Linked DNA regions of Mus musculus: regions 1 and 3 are each linked to region 2. A link is a contact called in public promoter capture Hi-C data. All regions are on one chromosome and are shown on one strand. The core of a region is the stretch at or near the end of the contact, and the rest is flanking DNA. Distances in the headings are between cores, read along the strand shown. Region 1 holds the start of Ebp (phenylalkylamine Ca2+ antagonist (emopamil) binding protein). Region 2 holds the start of Flicr (Foxp3 regulating long intergenic noncoding RNA). Region 3 holds the start of Rbm3os (RNA binding motif protein 3, opposite strand).

What was found. Promoter capture Hi-C pulls out the DNA fragments that hold promoters and counts their contacts.
Region 1: a contact with region 2 is called in a promoter capture Hi-C map of cranial neural crest. The contact joins the promoter of Ebp here to the promoter of Flicr in region 2. A contact is called at or near these places in 3 of 39 promoter capture datasets (cranial neural crest, liver and pre-B cells).
Region 3: a promoter capture Hi-C map of erythroid cells shows a contact between it and region 2, with 33 times the contacts expected there. The contact joins the promoter of Rbm3os here to the promoter of Flicr in region 2. A contact is called at or near these places in 6 of 39 promoter capture datasets (cranial neural crest, erythroid cells, hippocampal neurons and 2 more), 1 of 484 Hi-C or Micro-C datasets (embryonic stem cells) and 2 of 115 datasets of contacts at active chromatin or transcription factors (embryonic stem cells and memory CD8 T cells).

The regions. Positions count from the first base shown.
Region 1 is chrX:8,192,250-8,194,949 of GRCm38.p6, forward strand. Ebp (phenylalkylamine Ca2+ antagonist (emopamil) binding protein) reads right to left here and starts at 1,263. Exons shown (of 5, transcript NM_007898.3): 1 at 552-1,263. Porcn (porcupine O-acyltransferase) reads right to left here. Exons shown (of 15, transcript NM_023638.4): 15 at 1,597-2,028. The coding sequence ends at 1,927.
Region 2 is chrX:7,572,348-7,575,047 of GRCm38.p6, forward strand. Flicr (Foxp3 regulating long intergenic noncoding RNA) reads left to right here and starts at 1,253. Exons shown (of 3, transcript NR_029473.1): 1 at 1,253-1,562. Ppp1r3f (protein phosphatase 1, regulatory subunit 3F) reads right to left here and starts at 1,934. Exons shown (of 4, transcript NM_138605.3): 1 at 901-1,934. The coding sequence starts at 1,901.
Region 3 is chrX:8,144,083-8,146,782 of GRCm38.p6, forward strand. Rbm3os (RNA binding motif protein 3, opposite strand) reads left to right here and starts at 1,345. Exons shown (of 3, transcript NR_033561.1): 1 at 1,345-1,649; 2 at 2,410-2,536. It overlaps Rbm3 (RNA binding motif (RNP1, RRM) protein 3), which reads right to left and starts at 1,798. Exons shown (of 7, transcript NM_001166410.2): 1 at 1,556-1,798; 2 at 873-990; 3 at 491-597. The coding sequence starts at 975.

The DNA of each region.
Region 1 (2,700 bases), core at 13-2,512, 620 kb after region 2:
AGATTGTACTGCCAGCATCATCGAGTTGTACTTCTGGTTGCTAGTCACAGAGTATGATCACAGTCTGGTGGGCGAGTCACTGTCAACAAGCCAGGTCCTAGCACTTTGGGGCTCAGTTTGTTGGAAAGACACAGGAATGTAGTCGGGGTGCACTGCAGGGTCCAGTGGCTGAGATTTAACTGGACGCTACTCCCACCCGCAGGGGGCTGCAGAGATGAGGAATCAGAGCTGCGGCCCCAAGCACCACGTTTCAAAAGCAAGAGTCCAGGCAATTAGTGTGCCACCCTGCAACAAGCTAGAAGTAGCAAAAGCAGGGGTCTCACGGGCGGCGCTAACCAAGAGAAAGGAAAACAAAGCCCAGAGACCACCAATCACAACCAGAACCCTCCACTGTAGCTGCCCAACGAGAGGGCGAGTCTTCCGTCGTCTGGACAACCGATTTAGGGCCCGGGTCCCGCGCAAGCGCAGGGTAGGGCAGGACTCGCAGGCAAACCGCTGTCGTGGAGGGTCTGGGCACGTGGAGGGGCTCGGACAAGCTGGCTGGCACTCACCCCAGGCGGCGCGATCGCAGGGCGACTTCCTAACACAGGCTTGCGACTTTCCAGGAAGACCTGCAGGCTCCCTAATAGCCCCAGTTCCGCTCAGCTCTAGCGCTTCCCCGCCCGATGGAGCGGACCAATAGTGAAGTGGAGAAGGTGGCTTCTGCCAATAGGAGTCCTCCGAATGTCGCAGGCCCTGTCCTCGCCTATGGTGTCATCTTCCCTGTTGGCTGAGACCAAGTCAGGAGTAGGGTGGAGACCTCCAAGGTCTGTGGGCGCTTTCTCCCGATAGCAAATCTATGCTATTCTGAGCTTCAATTTCCCTGCCCTCTTATCAATCGCACAAGATGAGGCTGAAATTTGAAACCCTCAACATTTGCTAGTGACCGGAGTTGCGTGGTCTTCTAAGTTTTCTAGGCAACCAATCAGTTCCCGGACCCATTCTTAGCCCAAATGCAGAGAATACGACAGGTGGATTACATTCAGTACAAACAAACCTAGCGCCCACCAGAGCTCAGAACTCTCCAGTCCTAACAGCATCGGTCACCTTCAAACCCTCACTCCTGCTGAGCAGTTGGTGTAGACTCTCAACAGTGCCAGTTCTTAAAAGCCAAACAGAAGGCATGACGGTAAACAAGTTGGCAAACAGACCTCGTCAGCATTTAGTCAGAATATTGATCATCTCAAACTGTCATTTTAATTATTACCTACGGACCAGTAGGCATCAACCCTTCTTCTGTCTTGCCCTACCCCGCCCCGTTCGAATCTGACGAACCAATCAGTACAGGGATCCCCCAGTTTTCCATGAAGTATTACTAAGCCTCCCCCACAAAATCTGTCCCTGCTCTACGCAAGCAGGACCAGGACCCCGCCATCATAGACTCATTAGCCAATCACAGACCATGTTGAATTCATCGCGAATAGATCACAATTTTATTTTCCCTCTCCACGATTTTCAGTTTCCAAACCTTTATGTGTGGTGGAATTTCTTTGCTTTCCCTTTTTCCCCTCTGATCAGTGAAAAAAAAAAAAAAAAACAAAAAACCAAAAAACCGAGCCTGTTGTGTAAGTTCTACTTTTATTCGACAATAACAAACTGCATATAAAAAAGGGAGACGGCAGGCGCAGAGGCCCTGGATCTGCTCCTGTCTGCTTTCCCAAGTATCCATCGTTCCTTGGCCCAATAAGGACCACCCCCTTCCTGCCTGGTGGCGGGGTGAGGATTGACAGGCATAGAAAGTTGTGTGTGTTCCTATGTTGTGTGGAGGGGTGTTGGGGGTCAAGAATGGATAAGGGAAAAGGAGTAGAGAAAGGGTCTTTTCTCATCCCCCATCAGAGTTGGCACCCTAAGGAGGGGTATTGAAGGGGATTATGATGGTCATATGCCTCAGCCTATGAGACGGTAGAAGATCCAGCATCCAAAAGTGACCCAGTGACTGGCCCAGCTGAGCTCTGACCACTTGTGGACAGTGTATGCCATGCCGTAGCCCTGTGGGAGAGAAACAAGTCATGATTTTGAAATTCAACAAGGACAGTGAGTCTCCGGAAAACCCATCTCTTGCCCAGGGATCTTTGGTATTTCATATTCCTGAGTAAAAGAAGGGTCTAGGTGCTTATCAAGGGTGACCAGATACAGTTTGGTTTCTTCTTCTTTAAAGATCATTTTAAGGGGCTGAGTATACAGCTTGATGGGAGGGTCTACATGGGGAGGCCCCAGGTTTTGATTTCCAGCACACCAAAAAGAGTTATTTTAAAAATATGTTGGATGTGGTGGGTCATGCTGATCCCTGAGGTCGTTTGTATATGAGACCACTAGAAATCTGAGTGTCTACCAATACAGGACAAAGTAAACCCTGACAAATTCTTGCAATGAAAAAAAAAAAAAAGGAAGACTGTGTACTTAAAAAATTGGGGGAAGCCAGACGTGGTGATGCACACCTTTAGTCCCAGCACTTAGCACTTGGGAGGCAGGCCGATTTCTGAGTTCGAGGCCAGCTTGGTCTACAGAGTGAGTTCTAGGACAGCCAGGGCTACACAGAGAAACCCTGTCTCAAGGGGAAAGAAATTAAAATATAGAGTGTATGTTTTTGATATGCTTTGAGGAAGTGGGTTAATAGAATAAAATTGAATGTGTGCACATTTTGCAGTGAGTCTCTACAAT
Region 2 (2,700 bases), core at 3-2,502:
TGTGACCTTCAAGTCCGCTTCTCATCTGTTTCCGCCTCTGCCAAGGCTAATGTTTTTATGTGAGAATAGAGCCTCGCTCCCTAAACTCCACTGGAGGCCTCAGACTACCAGAGGAACAGTTTTTAAAAAAAAGGATGCATAGACTTCAAAGCCAGAAATGGTTGAAACTAAAAAGCCAAGTACCACCACTTCCTCAACCAGTTTCTCTAACTCTGGCTTCCTGCTGTGGCAGATAGGAATCAGACTGACTCCCCACGCCGGGAGACCCTTAGTCCACACCTTCGCACGTCATGTTCTCTCCACTCCAGCACACTGGCTGACAGTCATACGAAACCCAGAACCACCTCAGGACTTTGCTGTCCCCACTATCTACATCTACCTCCCCTGTATGTGCATCACTGCTCCGTACCACTCTGGACTCAAGTTTAAATGCCACCTCCTCAGAAAGAGTCCTACCTGGTCCAAACTCTACCAACTCGCTCGTCCATAACTCTTCGTTATCACCGTCTGGGACTCTTCACAAGAGCTCACCCTCAACACGTCTGCAGCAGCCACTCCCTCCAGAGCCTTACAGTATTTTCCTCTCAGCACTAACCTTAGCCCTATTTATCTTATCTGCTTGTTTGCTTTTGCATTCTGTTTCCCAGAGGAGCCTTTGCGGGATGGTTGGGGACAGGGAAGGTGTCTGTCTTGTTCAGGGCCTTATAGTGGAACTCAATAAATGGATGATACCCCAGAATTTAAAACAGTGCCTAGCACATGTTTGGCCTGCACTACTCTTTGACCGAATGCACCCTCCTGCCTGTCCTGGAGAGCAGGCCTGGGGGAGGGGGAAGTGCTGGGATGGGAGGCTTCTACATCCAGCCCTGTGTTGGTGGAGGTGGCGCTGGCAGACATTACCTGCGCCTCACCGGCTTCATGCAGCTCTTCAGCTGCCTGGCCTCAGCCTCCACAGGACCCTGGCACTCAGGCTGTGGCTCCAGCTGCTGCAGCTGCTGCTGCTGGGGCAGCCCTTCGGCATCAGTGGGTGTGGGAGCGGGTGCGATCCGGAGCAGGACAGTGTAGTTGCGGCCATGGTTGTTGGCCCAGAAAGTGCCCTCGGGGGTCTCATAGCGCACCACGAAGTCGAGGCGCGCCCCATCGCTCGCGCCCTCAGCAAAGGGCAGCTGGAAGGCAAAGCGGTCAGTGCAGCCACCGTCGTCGGGTGAGGAGGCTGACATCTGGCCAGGGCCCAGGCCTAGCCCGGGATCCAGGAGGGGATCTCCTGCTCCTGTTCCTCCCACTCCTGCCCCAGGCGGGCTGCGTGGGACATAGCGGGCTGGGTGGTCGCAGAAGGTAGCCCAACCGTCGTGTGAGGCCCGCACGTGCACCGCCTTCTCGAAGGAGCGGTTCAGCACGCGCACCAACCCGCGCACCACTGGCGGGCGTCCCCCAGGCACCCACACCCCGGAACCCCCGGGAACCGCTCCAGGAGGCGGCAGCAGCGCCTCCAACTCCACCATCACGCGCCCCAACCGCTCCAGACGGCCCAGCGCGGGCGGCAACGAAAATGTGGGCACCAGGTAAAACCCCCCGCCAGCGGGAACGGGGCACGGCGGAGAGGGATCGGGAAAAGCCTCCTCTTCCTCCTCCCCTTCATCCCCATCCTCGCCATCGTCTTCCTCATCAGCCCCGCCACCGCCGCCATCTTGCCCGGTCGCCGCCGCCATCTTGCCCGCCCCGGGCCCGCCCCACGGCCGGTAGCGGCGTAGCTGCGCCAGAGGCAGCCCCAGGGCCTCGTCAGCGAACAGCACCCTCCGCGGGGCCACCGCCGCCTCAGCCGAGGCGCGGGGCTCTCCCGCAGCCGGCGACGGGGGCGCGGGATGCCGCAGCGGTGGCTCCACAGGGGCCGTGCGCGCCATATCGGCGGCGGCGGCGGCGGCACCGACGGCACCGGCGGTGGGACCGGCGGGGGCAGGGCCTGAAAAGGCGGGCAGCCAATGAGAAAGCCAGAACAGGGGGGTGGGGCTCCAGTGGAGCGTAGGCGGTGAGCTAGAGACAGGTACGGCCAACAGCCAATGGACAGCCACGCGGGAGTGACGTACAGGTGATTGACAAGCAGGAGAAGCTAGCAACCAATGAGGACGCCCGCGCGTGGGCGGGATGGAAGGCGGGATGATAACGGAATCAATGGAGAGGCCTGAGTAGGGTTAATGCGGGCCCGAAGATGTAGCAGCAGGAGTATGACAATTAGTGGGAAAGTCTGAGCACGAAGGGCATGGTAGGCGGCGGGAAGATGAAATGGCTACAAGCAATGGGGGCAACGGGGAGCGAACCCAGAGGTCCAAAAACTGGGAGATCCGCAGGTTGCGTAGGCGGTGAGACGTAAGACAGATAAAATGAACAGCCAATGGAGAACTGCACGCGAATGATGTAGAGACAGAATGACGATAATAGTTGCAATGAGCCAATGGAGGAGTCTAGTGAGCGCACACTATGGCTTCAAGAGGTGGTAACAAGGTAGATCTAGCCAATACAGAGACTGAACAGAGACGGGAAGGCTGTGTGTGAGCAGACATGGAGGCGGGGCTGTAGCGGGCGGGGGGGGGGGGGAGCACTAAGGCATGTGAGGAGTGAAGGTGGGAGCGAGAAAGAAATGGGGATCCAGGGTGAAGGCTGTTATATCTCAAAGGACAGTGCCAGTATGGGATTAACCAAAGC
Region 3 (2,700 bases), core at 95-2,594, 570 kb after region 2:
AGCCAAGCTCCGCTGACCAGAATGGCTTCACCAGGAGCTATGGAATCCCACAAAAAGACCTGAATCCACCGGTCTCCCCTGCTACTACTTACATCTTGACTGAACTCAGGCTGACGTATCCTCCCCACTCCTCTAAGCTGCCCGACTATTAGGGCTAGACACCTCTCTCGGTCTGAGGCTTCAGAGTCCATCCCAGCAGACTCACGAGGTCCTCTCCGGTCCTCTGCCAGGCCCACAGCTCTGCAGACTCTACTACCTAAGCCCAGAGCAGGTCAACCATCCACAGGTGGCTTCTCCGCCTCATGCAGGACCAGTCGTCGCCTCCCAGGCAGCCCGGCTCTGTCTGCCGCTGCCCTCCACCCCCTAGAACAGAAGGCAGTCATGCTCCTGTGAGTGGCCACGCTGCCCCTGGCAGACATAGAGGGAAAACAGAAAGAACGAAGAAAGTGGCAGACAGGGAGACGGCCCCTGTGCAGGCAGGAGGCCTCACCTCTCCATTCATAGCTCTCATCGCATCTGAGGCATGCTCTGGGTTTGTGAAGGTGATGAAGCCAAAACCCCGGGATCTTTGAGTCTCCCGGTCCTTGACAACAACCACTGGGGGAGGGGCAGAAAGACAAATGTTAGAACCCTAACATCTAAGTAGAAAGTAATAGCCAGGCACAGCCACAGATCAAATAGCACTTGGGAGAATTAGGACCCCGCCAACCCCCCCGCTCCTGTTTAAAAAAAAAAAAATCCTGTATCCAACTGAATTTATTTCAGCCTAACCGTTACCGTACAGACATGGAAGTTAAAGAGAATTTCAGGTTTTAGTTCTAGACTAGCTCTTCTCCACCAACCCTCAACCCCGGGGCTGGTCCATGGCTCACCCTCAGAGATAGGCCCAAAGCTGCTGAAGTGGTCTTCAAGTGCCTGTTCATCGGTGTTGAAGTTGAGCCCTCCTACGAAGAGTTTCCCTTCTTCAGACGACATGGCAGAAGGCAAGTCCTAAAGGGAGTGCACGAATTATTGGGGAGTCAATGTGGCAGGTAGTGAGGTGTACAATATCCGGATACAGAGAATTACAGCGAAGACAGAAAATGGGTTAAAAGAGACAATTCAAATGGCAAGAGGCTCGGGAGCAGAAAAGGCGGGAACCAGCAAGGCTGGGTGAGCCCATCCGCCATTTGATGACTCCTATCGCGCATGCCCACAACATCCCAGGCTGCCACGCCCGTCATTTTGTACGGTCGCGCAGGCCTACAGCAGCATTGCATTTCCTCTTTCCCCGCAGAACAAGATGGCGGCGGTCACGTGGGAAGGGACAGCCGGTACAGGTTGGCGCGTGGTCCCCGCCGCCGCCCGAGCCCGTGCCTTCCGGCATTTCTCCCGTTCCGATGCAGCACGCCCGCCTCACAATGAATACATTTTTGCCTTCGAGCCTGGGACTAACCCTCCTCAAAGCTCAAGCCCACATATCAGCGGCCACAACTCTTCCTGCCCTCGTCCCTCGCCCATAGAGGGCAAGGAAGTGAGGTGGGGAACGAGCGCTGAGCAAGGCGAAGGCGCTTACCTGGAAATTAAAAGTCAGAGGACGGCAGAGACGACGAGCTCGAAGGAACCGGGAGAACAGAGAGACTGCGGCGCGGGAAGACGCCTGATAAAGCGTGCGTAGCCGAGACGTCACACAACGTCCCCCAGCGCGCCCTGGCGTGCGTGCTCATTGGTTGAGGCCAGCGGGGGGGGGGGGTTGGGAAGAGGACGAGGAAGGCGGAGGCAGCAATTTGCCTCGCCGCTTCCGGGAATCGAGAGGAGCTTTATGAGTTCAGTGCGTTCTCCTATAAGCATCTCCTTTCTGCCCGAGAGACTGGCCCCCTTTCCATCTCAAACGGTTGGATCCATAGAGCCTTTTCCTCCCTGACGTCATTTTCAGTGTTTTTGACGTCATCTCTCCCTTTCCATAGGAAGTCCTAACTGACAGTAGGTCGGTGCCAGCGAACTGCCGTCCTCAGAAACCAATCTTTTCTTTTTAGACCTTTAACTGCATATCCCTTAAGGCCCCGAGGCCTTCAGAGTTCTTCCTGTCAAACCTTACATTTCCGAATGCTTAGCCCCTCCTCCTAACATATAGCTGTGTGTTAGCGGACTCCTTCCCTTGGTGTCATCCTCTGACTTAAGTTTGCATCCTTATCTGACAGTCTCTTTACGCCTGATAATGCGTTCAGCAAGCCAGGTAGCCTAGCTTCAAAGGATGCAAATCTCAATCCACTAAACGAATTTTACTCTCTATTCGGGATACTGGGTCTTGATCGAAAGGATGAACTTTTGCAGTACATAATGAAATCCATAGCAAGTAGTGTCTAAGTCCACTGCCTGACGATGTGATCTTTCCCAGCCTTCAGTGCCTAATAACTTGTTTGCCTCCAGGAACTCTACATTGTTGACTCCTAGAATAAATTTGTTCAACATTGTAAAGGCCTGCCTCCCACTCCTCCACCAACCCCACCACAAATCGATTTGCTACCCTTTGGATGCCATTCATCTGTAATTCCTGGTAAGCTTATTCCCACATTTCTCAGTGATTTTCATGGATTTTTATTAAATTTGTAAGTAGTTATCTTTAGTTGAATACTTTTTGTTGTTCTAATATTTCTCACCCTGTGGTCTGTCCCTCACTGTATGCTCAGGTCACCCTGGAACTCATAAAACTTTTGCCTC